Linked DNA regions of Zea mays: region 1 is linked to region 2. Evidence: chromatin contacts called from public Hi-C data. All regions are on one chromosome and are shown on one strand. Each heading gives the region's core, a stretch centred on a gene start, on an enhancer-like site or on the middle of the called end of the contact. The rest is flanking DNA. Distances are from core to core; before and after follow the strand shown. Region 1 has its middle 90 kb from the start of LOC103648144. Region 2 holds the start of LOC100383635 (harpin binding protein 1).

Evidence for each region. A called contact is a pair of places that touch in the nucleus more often than the background predicts.
Region 1: a contact with region 2 is called in a Hi-C map of ear, with 1.9 times the contacts expected there. The contact joins the enhancer-like site here to the promoter of LOC100383635 in region 2. A contact is called at or near these places in 4 of 25 Hi-C or Micro-C datasets (bundle sheath, ear, endosperm and 1 more).

The regions. Positions count from the first base shown.
Region 1 is chr2:234,698,128-234,705,390 of Zm-B73-REFERENCE-NAM-5.0, forward strand. No RefSeq gene overlaps it. Among protein-coding and RNA genes, the nearest start is that of LOC103648144, 90 kb to the right of the region's middle. Within about 2 kb of position 3,789, at least 18 of the 20 cell types and tissues checked have an H3K27ac peak or open chromatin away from gene starts, as enhancers often do. A contact at or near this core is called in bundle sheath, ear, endosperm and 1 more, where this site is marked.
Region 2 is chr2:234,550,285-234,556,822 of Zm-B73-REFERENCE-NAM-5.0, forward strand. It overlaps LOC100383635 (harpin binding protein 1), which reads right to left and starts at 4,742. Exons shown (of 3, transcript NM_001176283.1): 1 at 4,365-4,742; 2 at 3,871-4,237; 3 at 3,353-3,792. The coding sequence starts at 4,601. The coding sequence ends at 3,578. TRNAP-UGG (transfer RNA proline (anticodon UGG)) reads left to right here and starts at 3,005; the gene lies at 3,005-3,076.

The sequences.
Region 1 (7,263 bases), core at 2,539-5,038, 150 kb after region 2:
TGGCGACTACGGCGGCAGAAGAGCGCAAATGCAAAGGGCGCAGCGAATGGAGAGAATGCGGGAGCATAACCGCTGCACACGGGGTGAATCCCTTTTAAAGGAAGACTCCCTTGATCGCGCCCCGAGGCGCCGCGGAAAATCCCGCCCGACGCGCACCGAGGCAACCCAGCCTATGACACGGGGGCCCGGGCCCACAAGTCACTCAGCTGGTGTGCGGGTCTCCGAGTGCAAAGAAGGCGAACCGCCGCGCAAGGAGCGAACCGCCGTGCTTCTTCATATCCACCGAAAGCAACAGCCCAACCTCTATCATGGGGGCCCGGGCCCACGGGTCATACTCCTTGGGCGTCGGTCACCGAGTGCGAAGAAGGCGAACCGTCGCGTGAGGAGGAAGCCACCACCCGCGGTAGTGCGCCTCTCCATCTCCACCAAAAACAACGGCCCAGTCTCTGGCACGGGGGCCCGGGTCCACGAGTCATACTCCTTGGGCGCTGGTTCCTGAGTACTGAGAAGGCGAACCGCCACGAGGAACGAACTGCCGCCCGCGGTAGTGCGCCCCATCATCTCCGCCAAAAACAATGGCCCAGTCGCTAGCACGGGGGCCCGAGTCCATGAGTCATACTCCTTGGGCGCCGGTTCCTAGGTGTGGAGAAGGCGAACCGCCGCTCGCGCTAGTGCTGCTCCGCCTCGGGGCCGCCGCAGAAGACAGAGAAGGTAAATTTACAAAGCCAATGCAGCAGTATCGAGGCGCCTCGCGCGTGGTCTGGCGAAACCATCATGCGTGGGGGTCGCGGGTTAGTCAGCCGCGGGGACAGACATGGCAGTTGGCGTGACCGAAGGCGGACTGGCAGTGATTTCGTCAGCAAGCACACGGAAGCGGCGCGCCAATCGCCAACCAAAGCTTTGGCCCCACCTGCAGGCTCGTATCCTCTCCTGAGGTGGGCCCGGGAGCCACTGTCGGTACCTTGAAACAGGGGTACCCCTTACTATAGTGTGAAGGCACGGTGCCCGCGCGCCTATCTCTAGTCGCGTGGAGGACAGCACCCGACCCCACCACGTGGACGGCTTTGGGGCCGCCACGTGGCCTGAGAAGACGACGTACACCAAGGTATCAACAGTGGGTCCGGACCCCCGCAGGAAACTGTCGGACCCCTGTATACACAGACCGGACCTCCGGGCGAGGTCCAGGACCTCCACGGGTACAAATCGGACCCCTGGGATGGGTCCCGGACCCCTCGGTGTGGGGTCCGAGCCACTCACAACAGGGCCCCGGGATTCTGGGACAAAGAGTACCCGGACCTTAATCAAGGCCAGGCGGGGGTCCGGAGCCGACACGTGTCCGGACCATACCACATACGCCTCTGCTCCCCGCTCAGGCAGAGACCCGATGCTGCCACGTGGCCAGCTGCCCGTGACGTAAGCCAGCGGGCGGAGCCTGACGTAAGGCCTCTAGGGTTGCACTTCCTCTGCATTTATTGCAGATAAGGCGCGTCGCCTGTCAAACTGGCAGGTGATGTGCCGCCTTAATGAGCCCTGTCCACTCCAATGGTAGGCGATGTGCCGCCCCAGCATTTAATGTGTCATGTCCACTCCACTGACGGGCGGCGTGTCTGTCCATTCCGTTGGCAGGCAGTACGCCCATGCTGCCGCATGCGCTGTACTCATCATGACTCGCGTGTTTCCAAGGGTGCTGCTCCGAGATATCAATATTGTATGCACTACGGATATTACGGTGCTCAGAGATCTCCTTGGCGTTAGAGGCAGTAGTACCTTCCTTCCTTCCATTTGTCCCTGGGACCACATGTCGAGGCTCAATATCCTTGTATGTGCCCGCTTGAGCTATAAAAGGGAGGGCACACTGCGTTGCAAGGTAGACCCAACTTAGGCTCAAGCTCACTTAGACTCTCAAGTCTCAAGCTCAATACAGCACACAGTGGAGTAGGGTATTACGCTCCGGCGGCCCGAACCACTCTAAATCCTTGTGTGTTCTTGTGTTCTTCCCGTTTCCACCTAACAGGCAAAACGTTTAGGCCCCTCCTCATCTTAGGATTTAGGGTGGGTGCATTCCGCCACCCGGCCGGAGAATTCCCTCTCCGACACTCACATATTTGACCAGTGTATAGAAAATAGTGTCACTTCTTATTTACTTAATACAATTTATGTATAAAATAACTAAGCAAATTACACCATATGATGACAACGATCTCCGCAATCATAGTTGACTGGGAGACGACGGCCTAGACCTCTCCGAACTCATCTTCATGATTCTCCTCCGATGGTACCTGTTTTTGACCTAATGTGATTATAGCAAGGGTGAACTCTCATACGGTCATCGGTCAGCAAGTGTGGTAAAATGTAGTGTAAGGCTTACCAAGGATGTGGTTGAGGCTGAGCATAGCTTTTAACATTGTTGGTCATAATTTTATTATCAATTACTAAGTATAAGTAAATATTATCCCAATTAAATAATAGATCATAATGAAGAATAAATCTCACAATGCAATGCATGACATGTTAGATTTAATTCCATAATTTACTCATGTGAGGATCTGAGCCGCTCATGATCGTGAGTACGGCTGATATACCAATTTTACACTCAGCAGAGGTTGCGTATCTTTACCGACAACTCGTGTTTCCCGTCTAGCTCGGGTTTGTAAGGCCCTTAGACACTTCCAAGGTGAATGGCTAGGGATCCACTATGAGGCCTTTACTAAGTTCTACTAGCTTGAGAAACTCCTCTACGGTTTTAGGCAGAGGGGGTATAGGAATCCCTCGTCTGAAAAGCTATCACATATAATTCGACTCGAGAACCTCCCTATACTTGCGGCAACTCCTCGTCGCTTGCCCCCTTTCGAGTAAGGTTATCCCTCACTAGCTTCCCTAATTAATCAACCAAAGACGTTCCATTCCACCATTGAGGTAGCATTGTTGTCTCAAGTGGTCGCTCCATGATCTGATTAACAACAATGATCTTATCATGAACAATAAATAATTCATTGACAATAAAACATGATCATAATTCAGATATAATATTATTTCCAAAACTAGGTAGAGCAATAGCAAGACTACCCAATAATTCATTTGCATGCAATGTGTAGGGTAAACAAGACTAGGTAACCTATTAGGTCGCATCAAGTTAACATAACTATGCCATGGTGGTTAACAGAATCATAAATATTATTAGGTCAAATAATGTGATGAAGGACACAACTTGCCTCTTTGGTGCAACTCTAGGTACTTCTCAAAGTTGGGCTCTAGATTCCTCGTAATCCCGCTTCTACTCGTAGCAATACATACAAATAAGTAAATAATAAATACAAATAACACTACGCCAAACATGGAATCAAATTGTGTAATAATGTTCGATGCATCGACATGAATCTGTAGGTTCGAGAACCACTAAAATCGGAGCTAAAACGTGGAAGATATGGATTTTCTAAGTTTTATCAATTATTTTTATACATAAAATCAGTTTTCGGAATTAATTTTATAAGAAATCAGAAATTCTTATACCGTGGATCTAATTTTAAATATATATAGGGTCTGTTTTATAAAAGTCTGGACTAAACCGCGATGATCGTTCCACTCGTGTGGATGGCGGGTGGAATAGACAAGTTCTCAAGGACTCTTAAAGAAAACCGCCATAGCTAACTAATGTCATCTCCTCTGGACCGACGGATCCATGATCCACAACACCGGTCAAAGGGCCGAAACATTATGCCACGATCTAATTCTATCCGTCGGTTCCCGATTCAACGCACTGGATCTATTTGACCGAAGCGTTCCCCAAGATTTAATCGTGGCCGTTCATTCGGGATCCATCGACCCCGCAATCATCCCCTTCTTCCGATAGCCAGGCACGGTGGAGCGAGCCAGCCATGGCGAGCACACCGGCAAGCCCTCCTCTTTAGGCTCTAGCACTCCAACCCCCACTCCGGTTAGCGCTACGCGAAGAGTGGAATAAAGTGAATCATTCTAGAAGCTTCTCACCTTCGATTGGAGTGTCGGGCATGCAGACCATGGAGCATTGCGGCCCCACTGCAATGTCGATCCCCGGCGAGCAATCTCGTGCACGCCGACGGCTCTTCTTGCCCGGTTGTGCCTCGGACACCACCCATGCGCCCCACCCAACCTCCCTAGTGCCCTCGAAACCCCGATCCGTACGACGACATAGGCGAGGAGATAGCTATGACAACACACGGATTGACATCGGCGGTGATCCCCCCTCTCTCTTTTCTCTCTCTGCTCGTACTCGCAATAGTTTTGGAACTCGGCACGAGCTCGAATTGTTCTATAGCGAGACGGCAGAGGGGCAATGGTATGTATAATCACTGAGGCTTTGTTTGAGTATTCTAGTTTTGGCCTCAATCTACGTGTGTTGAGGTGAATTGGAGTGTAAATTAATTTAAGGTAGTGTTTAGTTACTATGGACTAATTTTTAGTCCCTCCATTTTATTCCACTTTAGTCTATAAATTGCAAAATATGGAAACTATAATTCTATTTTAGTTTTCATATTTGACAATTTAGTGACTAAAGTGGAATAAATTAGAGAGACTAAAAATTAGTCTCTAAAACCAAACACCCCCTAAGTTACACCGGGGGAATTCATTAAACAGCACCGATCTATCACAGTGTTCAGACAATAGCACTAAAAATCCATGTCTCCATAAAACAGCATCGGTTTCACCTAATAGATTTAGAAAATAGGACTCCTTTGAGTTCTGCTGCTTTCTTCATATACAGATAGACCTAATTGTCCCTGTAGCATTAAGGTCTCCCTTATATCCCTTCAGTCCAAACAAAACTATACAAATAGACAGGCAAATACGAGTTCCATTTTAGTAATGCTAAGCAGAGCGTATTGCATATAAGCATGATAGACCCACATGACATACAGGTTGCACGTTATATATTTATAACCAAGTTAGACATTCAAACATCTCAAAAGAACTACTCCATGTCGCATGGTTTATAAAATATCACACAATTCCATGTCGGAGTACTAAGCCATCTCATCTTAGATGGTGATGCTAAGCTACCAATTACAAAAAAAAAGTTTTTTATGCATTATTTGCTCTGTACAACAACAAAAAAATGAATACATCTCTGAATTTGTGTTTAAAATTGTATCCGAATTTTATATATATCATTTGAGAAAATATATGGTAAATTTAAAGTTTAACTTTCATGAATCTTTACAAGCTCAATGCTAAAAATATAAATATAAATTTATACAACAGATTCTATATCCTATTTATTTGTAATCGACGAAAAAAAAATGATATCCAAATAGCTACATGTTTCCGACTGTTTTCATTCTAGCTTTCTTTCTATGTGGTTGATCTGATTAGTGGACGTTGAGGGCTATTTTGTTCTTGGGTTAGGCTATCTTTATGTTCCGTTGAGAAGACGTTAAGAAATGAGGGGCAACTTAGTCTTTTATTTTAGTGCAAGACGAAGGAATATAGGATGCGTGCGGTTTCATGGTTTCGTGCGGGAGTAGCAGTGCTATTAGGTGAATTAGTAGAATACCGGTGCTATTCTCTGAACACCGCGTAAGACCGGTGTTATTCTGTGAATTTCCCCAAGTTACACCCCAATCAACTTCAATACAAGTGTATTGAGGTCAATACTGGGCCTGACGGAGACGAGTCCGATGCGGGCGGGGGTCAGCCGACAACGAACTCCAGGTTATGCGCTGAGTTTGATTTGCTCCGTACGATGTATCCGTATAGGGACGTCTATCGAATCCTAATGACCATACCTTGAATCCTAACGGATTGCAACCACCCATCATCAGATTCTCATCGGATCGGATCGCTGCGGTAGCTACGGTAGTGAGGAAGAAGAAGAGGGAAGAAAGGGTCCCACATGGCAGTGTCAGTGATGAAATGGAGGCGTGCGGTGAGGCTGGTGCAGCGACCCCACATGTCCGCGCGTCGGTGCCACAGTGCGTGTGTGGGAGCGACTGACACCGCGGTCCCAGCTGTCACTGCAGAAAGGCTACATGAGATGGTGGCTACGTGAGGTAAGTGGGTCGGCTGACTGGTTTGGCCCAAATGGGTTCTTTCCCTTTTTCTATTCAGTTTTTATTTGCTTTTCTATTTGAATTTTTAGATCTTAATTCAAATTCGAGTTTAATACAAATTTAAATTATATGCATAGACAAACACCAACATGAATGTAAATTTATTTAGTTGTAGATATATATATTTATATCCATTGCTTTGCTCAATGATTAGGCAAATGTTTCGAATATGAAGTACTACCTTCGTTCTTAAATATATGACGCTATTGATTTTTTTTTGAAAACTTTGACTACTCGCCTTATTTAGAATTTTTTTTTTGAATTATCATTTTTTTGTGATGATTTGTTTTATCACTTAAGGTTGTTTGAGCATGACTTGAAATTTTACATTTTTGAATAAATATTTTGAATAAGACGAGTGGTCAAAGTTTTAAAAAAGTCAATGGTGTCATATATTTAAGAATAGAGGGAGTACACACATTCTTTCTTTTAGGAGAATATTAATTTGAATATGTGATAAAATGAAAAGTACCTCAAGGGCTTCAATATTTATTTCATATTTTCTAGTATAGGCTTTTAGAGAGGATTTTTAACACCAAATAAAAAATAGTTCTATTATTATTATTATTATTAGAAAGGGTCACTTTCAATGTATTATCCTTCATGAGATGATACTTTAGTTTGATTCTTTTTGGAAAATTTTGACTAAACCCAAAATCAAGATTTTAGGGTGTTACAGTGAGTCTCGTCCCAGTCGGGTGGCATGGGTGACACCTCCATTGCTCTTCATTATTAGTAAACTAGGTATATGCCTGTACGTTGTCACGAAAGTTAAAAATTGGTATAAAACATATATACGGAACGAGAAACATCACTATAATGTGTAAAATATATTAGAAATAATTTATTTGCATTCAAGTAATACTCTAAAACAACGATACTATCAACTGTCAGTGACAACTAAGCTGTGTTTGTCAAATTGGAAGGCCTAGTCGCAATGCAGTAAAAAAAATAAACTACAAGGTATCTGCAGTGCGAGCGAGCTTGAGACCTACAGACCTCAAACCAGTAAACAACTATGTAGTAATCATGTAAGGACTAAAAATAGGAATGCAATTATGTGCTCTTTCAAACTGAACACATGTTATTCAAGTATATGAAATCAGTGACAAAAAGGAACCTACCTCTTGGATCCTATTGTGCCTTCAAATAAAAAAGATAAAAGATCATAAAAAAA
Region 2 (6,538 bases), core at 3,492-5,991:
TGAGTGCTCTGCGGATGGAGGTCGATTGCTGGCAGCGGATGACCGGTTGGAGGAGTTTCGAGCTCGAGCGCTTGGAGATTTGAGCTGGCGGAGCGATGTCCGAGGACGCCGCACACAGCCGTCATCGCGCTGGGTCGATCTGGCCTAGTCGCGCTAGCCGCAGCACCGGAGGTAGCCACGACGCTCCCGAAAATGATGACCAGCCCGTAGGGAAAGCCCGGTCGCCACAGCACACCCAATTTCTTGGAACCCTAGCAGTGGCCGATGGATGCAAATATGTTGGTCAGAGGCAGCTTCGATGCGCTGGAGAACAATACGCTGAACGGCTGGAGAACGAGAAAGGTAAAGGGCTGGACGTACATGTTGTTTGGGCTGATTTCAGTACAGGAGATGGGCCCAAGATTGGTATTGGCTGAAAACATGGCCGATAGGTGTCATCGTCTTAAAAAAAGGAAAGTATTATATATATATATATATATATATATATATATATATATATATATATATATATATATATATATATATATATATCACAGAGCCGATTTAATATGGAATCGTTGCTAAGTTGTGTTTTTCGACACACTATGTTCATTCGAAAAACAGGGGGGCATGTGTTGAATGCAATTTTTGTGGAGCTGTTAGAGCAGGAGATATCCAGAGCCACCTGCCAGAAGAAAGCAGAGGAAGAAAAAAACAAAACAAATTATTGGTCGGTGTATGGATATACAGTGATATACGGCCAGAAAAAGTGGAAGAAGAGCACCTGTACAAGCATCTACGGATGACCAAATTGGCATGGCCACAAGCACGGAAGTTTATTAGGATTATTATTCATTTAGATTAAATTAGTTCCTATTTTCTAGAGTAAGTCAGTTTTATGTTTGGTCAGGGATAAACTAGAAAGTTAAGTTGTTTAGATATTTATGGAGTCGGTTCCTATTTTCTAGGGTGAGTCGGTTGTAGATGGATTATAAAGCCTTATTGTAATAATGCAGAGAGGGCAGAACCTACAGTTATCATTTCATTTAATCTAGTATCTATTATCTTCATTCCTCTTTGGTGCTTTGCCGAGAAAAGCATTCGAGTTTCTCTGCGAAAGTGAGATCAACGCCTGCTGCTCAACCAATTTCTGGTGGCAACAGACGCCTGCTGCTCAACCAAATTCTGGTAGCAACACCAAGATTGCTCTGGGCTAAGCACACTTAACCTAGATGTTCTTTCAAGACAAGCTTCCGAAAAGAAAGATGGACTTTGTTGGTATGAATACTCTATTAATTATATTAAACCTTGAAGCATGATATCACCATCCACATCCACCGGGATAAGGATATTACAGATGGGCAAGAGCGGCGAGGAGCAAACTGGTTCATCCTTTCTTATTTTTCTTTTTCCCCTTTTCTCTTTCTTTTATCATGGCATGCTTTTTATTTTCTATTCTTTGTAACTTCATTAAAGTTAATGTTCGACGATGATTGAGATCAGATGTGGATATGTTAATTTTTCATGAAAATGTAAACGTATTTATACACATGTTTTGATATTATTTTATACAAAATTTTCGACCTTCTAAAAAACAGCATGCCTTAAACTTGAAATCACTTTTTAATAAGATAGAGTGCTGTGCTAGAAAGGATAAAATAGTCTGGCTAATTAATGTTGGTTTAGTCTCATGAAGGTATGAAACGTCTTGATTCTGCACGAACAAAGTACATATATATGGTCTCGGCATCTCCGGGGTGCAAACACAAGTCAATAAAATATTATTGCTCTACTGTCCTATAAACATTTGTTTATCTGGCTTAAAATTCAAATAAAGAATTATACAAATAAATTAGTTGAATACACATTAATAATGACTCATATATAATCGAACAATATTAAGATATAATTTAGAGATGTGCTATTTTTTTTTCTTCACACGTGCATGTGGGGTGAAAGGGATTCTCTACAAATTTTACATTATATCAGTTAATCTCGTAGATTCAGTTCATGGAAGACCGAAATGTTAAGATGAACGAGGATAAATAAATTACTATCATCGAAAGTGGGGTGAAAGGGATAAAAAACACCAATCACCCTTGGATTGCCCACAAACGCACTAGATTTTATGTGCTTATATAAGCACGAAGTCTCTATTAGCATAAGATACGTTGAATGGTATACTGAATTTTCTAGTCTATAGCTAAATGGTTAGATACGTTGAATGGTGTACTAAATTTTCTAGCCTATAGCTAAGTGGTTGGTAAAAACTGCAAAAAATGTTGTGCAATCGAGCTTTTCATATAATCATGCCAAAAATATTTTTAAATATAGATATACTTTATTATTATTCTACCAATATATTCAATTTCATATTCTGGTTCATACTATATGAAGAGATATAAGAAAATTATACCTAATAAATAATAAAATTCTTTTTTTATTTCTTCACATAAGATAAAATAAAAGTTCAAATCTAATATATTAGTAGAGTAAATAGTGAAGTACATATCTAGCAAAGTGCTTGTAAGTTGCTACAGTTTTATTTATACTTGAGGATAAATATAAAACCATTTATGTTTGAATATAGAATATAAACGGCAAAACATATGTGTTGCGTTGGTTGGATCAGTGTGAATACGGGTTTGCAACTAATAACCATAGTTCGAATCCACCTTTGTGCATAAATTTAGCTTTTTAACCATTTAAATGTGGGAGAACAAGACGACGGTAAAAAACCGTAGAAACTAGTGCTTTTTATATAGTAGAGATATATAATTTAAAAAAACCATGACTTTTGGTAGTTTGTTATACAGTGATTGCACAGGAAGCTTAACCCAACAGTCGTTTCTGTCCATACAAATGCATTACATTAGTTTTTGTTACTATATAATCCACCACTTAAAAAAATCTATAGCAATCCCAACAAATGAACAGTCATTTGGTACGGTGATACAAGTCTTTTAGAAGTTCCAAACAATTTCGTACCGTGTTTATTCAATATAAATCAACAAAGTTCCAAACAGGGCATTTGGTCTAGTGGTATGATTCTTGCTTTGGGTGCAAGAGGTCCCGAGTTCGATTCTCGGAATGCCCCTTTTATTATATTTTTGGTTTTTTAACGTTCAAAACTAATAAGATTGGCTTAGTTAAGACCGGTTTTGGTTTGCAATTTTCCAGTTCTATGCATCTAACTTTCTACAAATTTTACATTATAATATCAGTTAATATCCTAGAATCAATTCATGGAAGACCGAAATGTAAGATGAAAGAGGATAAATAAAATATTATCATCAAAACTGAGATGAAAGGGGTAAGCAAAAAAAATACCAATCAGCTCCGCTACCTTCCCTGTTTCTTAGAGGTGCAATTTGCAAGGCAATCAGTTCAAATTATAAATTAACAAAGTAAATAAGGACGGAGCAAGCATGTAAACCACACAAGATAGTTACTAAGTTAATCGCAGATTCAGTTCACGGAAGAACAGAACGGTATACATTGGTCAGACGAAGAAACCAACAAATCTACTGGAGCAACAGGGAGGAAGAAGGATGGCAATCTCACGGACCAGCAGAACGGCGCCGCAAGCGCGATCAGGTCACGCGATGACAAACACCCTGAGCTCCCCCCTGTCCCCGCGGGTGACGCGCGTGTCGTCGTCGAGGTAGGTCACCTCGAACTCGCCGCTCCCGGTGTTGGACGGCGGCCGGAGGTTGTCCGGGATGCGGGGCACCTCCAGCGGAGGAAGCTGCGACAGGTTGCCCTTGGTCTTCACCGTCGTCTTCTCGAACGTGATCTTGATGCCCGAGGTCCCTGCAATGTCCGTCCGCCATCAGAGTTGGGATGGGATGGGTGGCAGAGGAGGGCAGGACTGGTGGACAGTGGACTCACCGATGATCTCGAACTTGTGCGCCAGCGTCGCCGTGGCCTCGAGCGGCGGCAGAGGCCACGGCGCGCCGAGCTCCAGCTCCACGATGTTGTCGAAGTCGCGGCTCACCACGTCGATCCGCTGGAACACCTGGCCGAGCGTGATGGGGAGGAGGCGGCCGGTGGGCGGGCCAGGGCGGCTGCCGCCGAGCGTCCGCGAAGAGAACGCGCTGCTGTACAGCAGCCGCCACCGGCCCTGCAGCTTATCGAGGTCCCTGCTGAGGTCGACGGGGCACCCCGCCGCCGCCTCCAGCTCCCGCGCCGCCGCGTCCGCGCGGTCCAGGTCCTCCTGGCTCGCTGCCAGGCCACGGTTCAGCCCGGACACCGCGCTCTGCGCAAGTCACCCAAGCAGAGCACGAGCGATCCGTTCGCAATTCAGTCACACACGGGCCAACAACAACAAAAAAAAAACGCTAGGATGTGAAACAATAACCACAAGTTGCTGGATAATCACCGACCAGGAGCTTGATCTTCAGCGAGGCCACGTTGTCGGCGCCGGCGTCCGCGTAGACCACGGGCGGCGGCGGCGCCGCGGCCGTGGCGCGGATGGACAGCTCCCGCCGCCGCCGCCGCTGCCTGTAGCTACTCCGGCTGGCACCGGCTACCCAAGGCGCGCTCTTGACGCGGGCATGACGAAGCAGAGCGCTGCTCGACGCGGTCGCGGCGCAGCAAGACGAAGACCACGTCGCGGCCATGGCCACGGGGGACGGACGGGCAGCGGGCACGTCTGCTTCGGGGAGGTCGTGCGGTGTGGCGCGCAGAGCAAAGAGGGAACGAAGAGAATGGCTGCCGGGCTAGGGTTTGGTTGGGCTTGGGTATTCGCAGGAATCACAGCGAGCGCTCGAGATTTTCCATGGCGTTCTTGAACCAGCAGAGAGAAAAAGGCGAGTTTTTTCCCCCCTTTCTTCCGGATGAGAGGGATCGTGGCGGGAAGAATATTTGTGGTGGGAGAGAGAGACAGCGAGTAGCCGACTCGCCGGGTCGGGTCAGCATCTCAGCGTGCGGCAGCTGAGTGGACGCGTACGGGGTGGATGCGCTTTGGCACATTGCGCGGCGGCCTTCTGGAATGTTCCGTCGACACGGCTATTTCCTCTTTTTTTCCTGAGGCAGACACGGCTGTTTCCTACGTGGCCGTTTCACGTTGCAGTTCAACTTTGCTCTTCCAATTCTTCTCGTTCATTCAATAAGAAAATCTATTTTTTATTCCGTAAAGCCGGTTTTTTACTATTGGAAATCAGTTTTCGAGGCAACTAGTGGTTTGATGATTTACTCTAGTAATGTGAATGAGATCGAGCAAGTCATGTCCAAGATTGAGCATGAGTGATAACATAGAAAATGTTAATAATGGACATATAGAATAATCAAGTGTTCAATATAGAAAGAGAAAAAAAAAACAAAATGCAATGTCTTAAAGCAAAGATATAGCTAAGGTCTAAGGATGAAAATGGGACAGATATAGCCGGATACAGGGTTATCCCGTATCCTACCCTAATGTATTTCTCTCGGATACGAGACCGGATACAGATAGTTAATTCGGGACGGATATAGGACAGGACCGGGTAATAATCCGGGCGGGTAAGAAACAGATAACGGATACTACTCGGGTAGGTACCAGATAATTGTCGGGTAGTTCGTCCCGATGATATTAATTGTCCAACCATACAACAAATACATAAATTAAGCAATACATAATCATGTATATGATAGATCAAATGTAGGAAAGGAAACCGATAAAATTGACATCATGCAATTCAAAGTTACTAAGCACGAGGACATTGTAGAACCAACACCACAATATTAAAAATTCATAAAATATTCTAGTTTCACTCAAAAATTGCAAATAAGTTACAAAAACTAATAAGCATTTTAACGAAGATAACTCAAGTCCTCATATAAAAATGATAAAATAAAGTATTGATTATGTTGAAACTTGATACTTACAGTGATTTCACATGTAACTCATACAAATAAGTGAAAGTGAAATGAAAGAAACACGGGCATCTTATAGATCTTATGATCCAAACATTTTTATGATTATATATGAACATATGTTATGCCTCCGTAAAACTTAATGATTTTTTGAGGCTATTTATACATCTATTAATTTCTTGTCATGGAAAATCATCAAAATACAATTAAATCCATAAAATAATGTAGCGTCGATTGAAAATTGCAAATAAGTTACAAATACTAATAAATAGCTTCTACAAAGATAACCTTAAGTTCCCATGTGGAGATAACATTAAGTCCCCCACATAAAAATGATAAAGTATATTAATTTGATATAAATTTGGACCTTATTTCAATGATTTTGGCCTAAAGATATGTTTAAACAAAAATTGATGTACTATAAAGTTATAGATCTCTTCGAGCTCTATAATTTTCATATAAACTTTATCTTCATCCGGTTTCATATGTAAAAGTTATGATTTTATAACTATATTATTATACAGGAAATGAAAAAACGGGTACCCGAATTCCGGGTACCCGTATCCGACCCGACTATCCGGGTATTTACCGGATAGTCCTCACTTCGTATCCGACCTGAATCCGAAGCTCCAGTATCCGGGTATTACCCGTATCCGTCCCGGATATAAAAATACTCGAATCCGTATCCGAAAAAACGGGTATT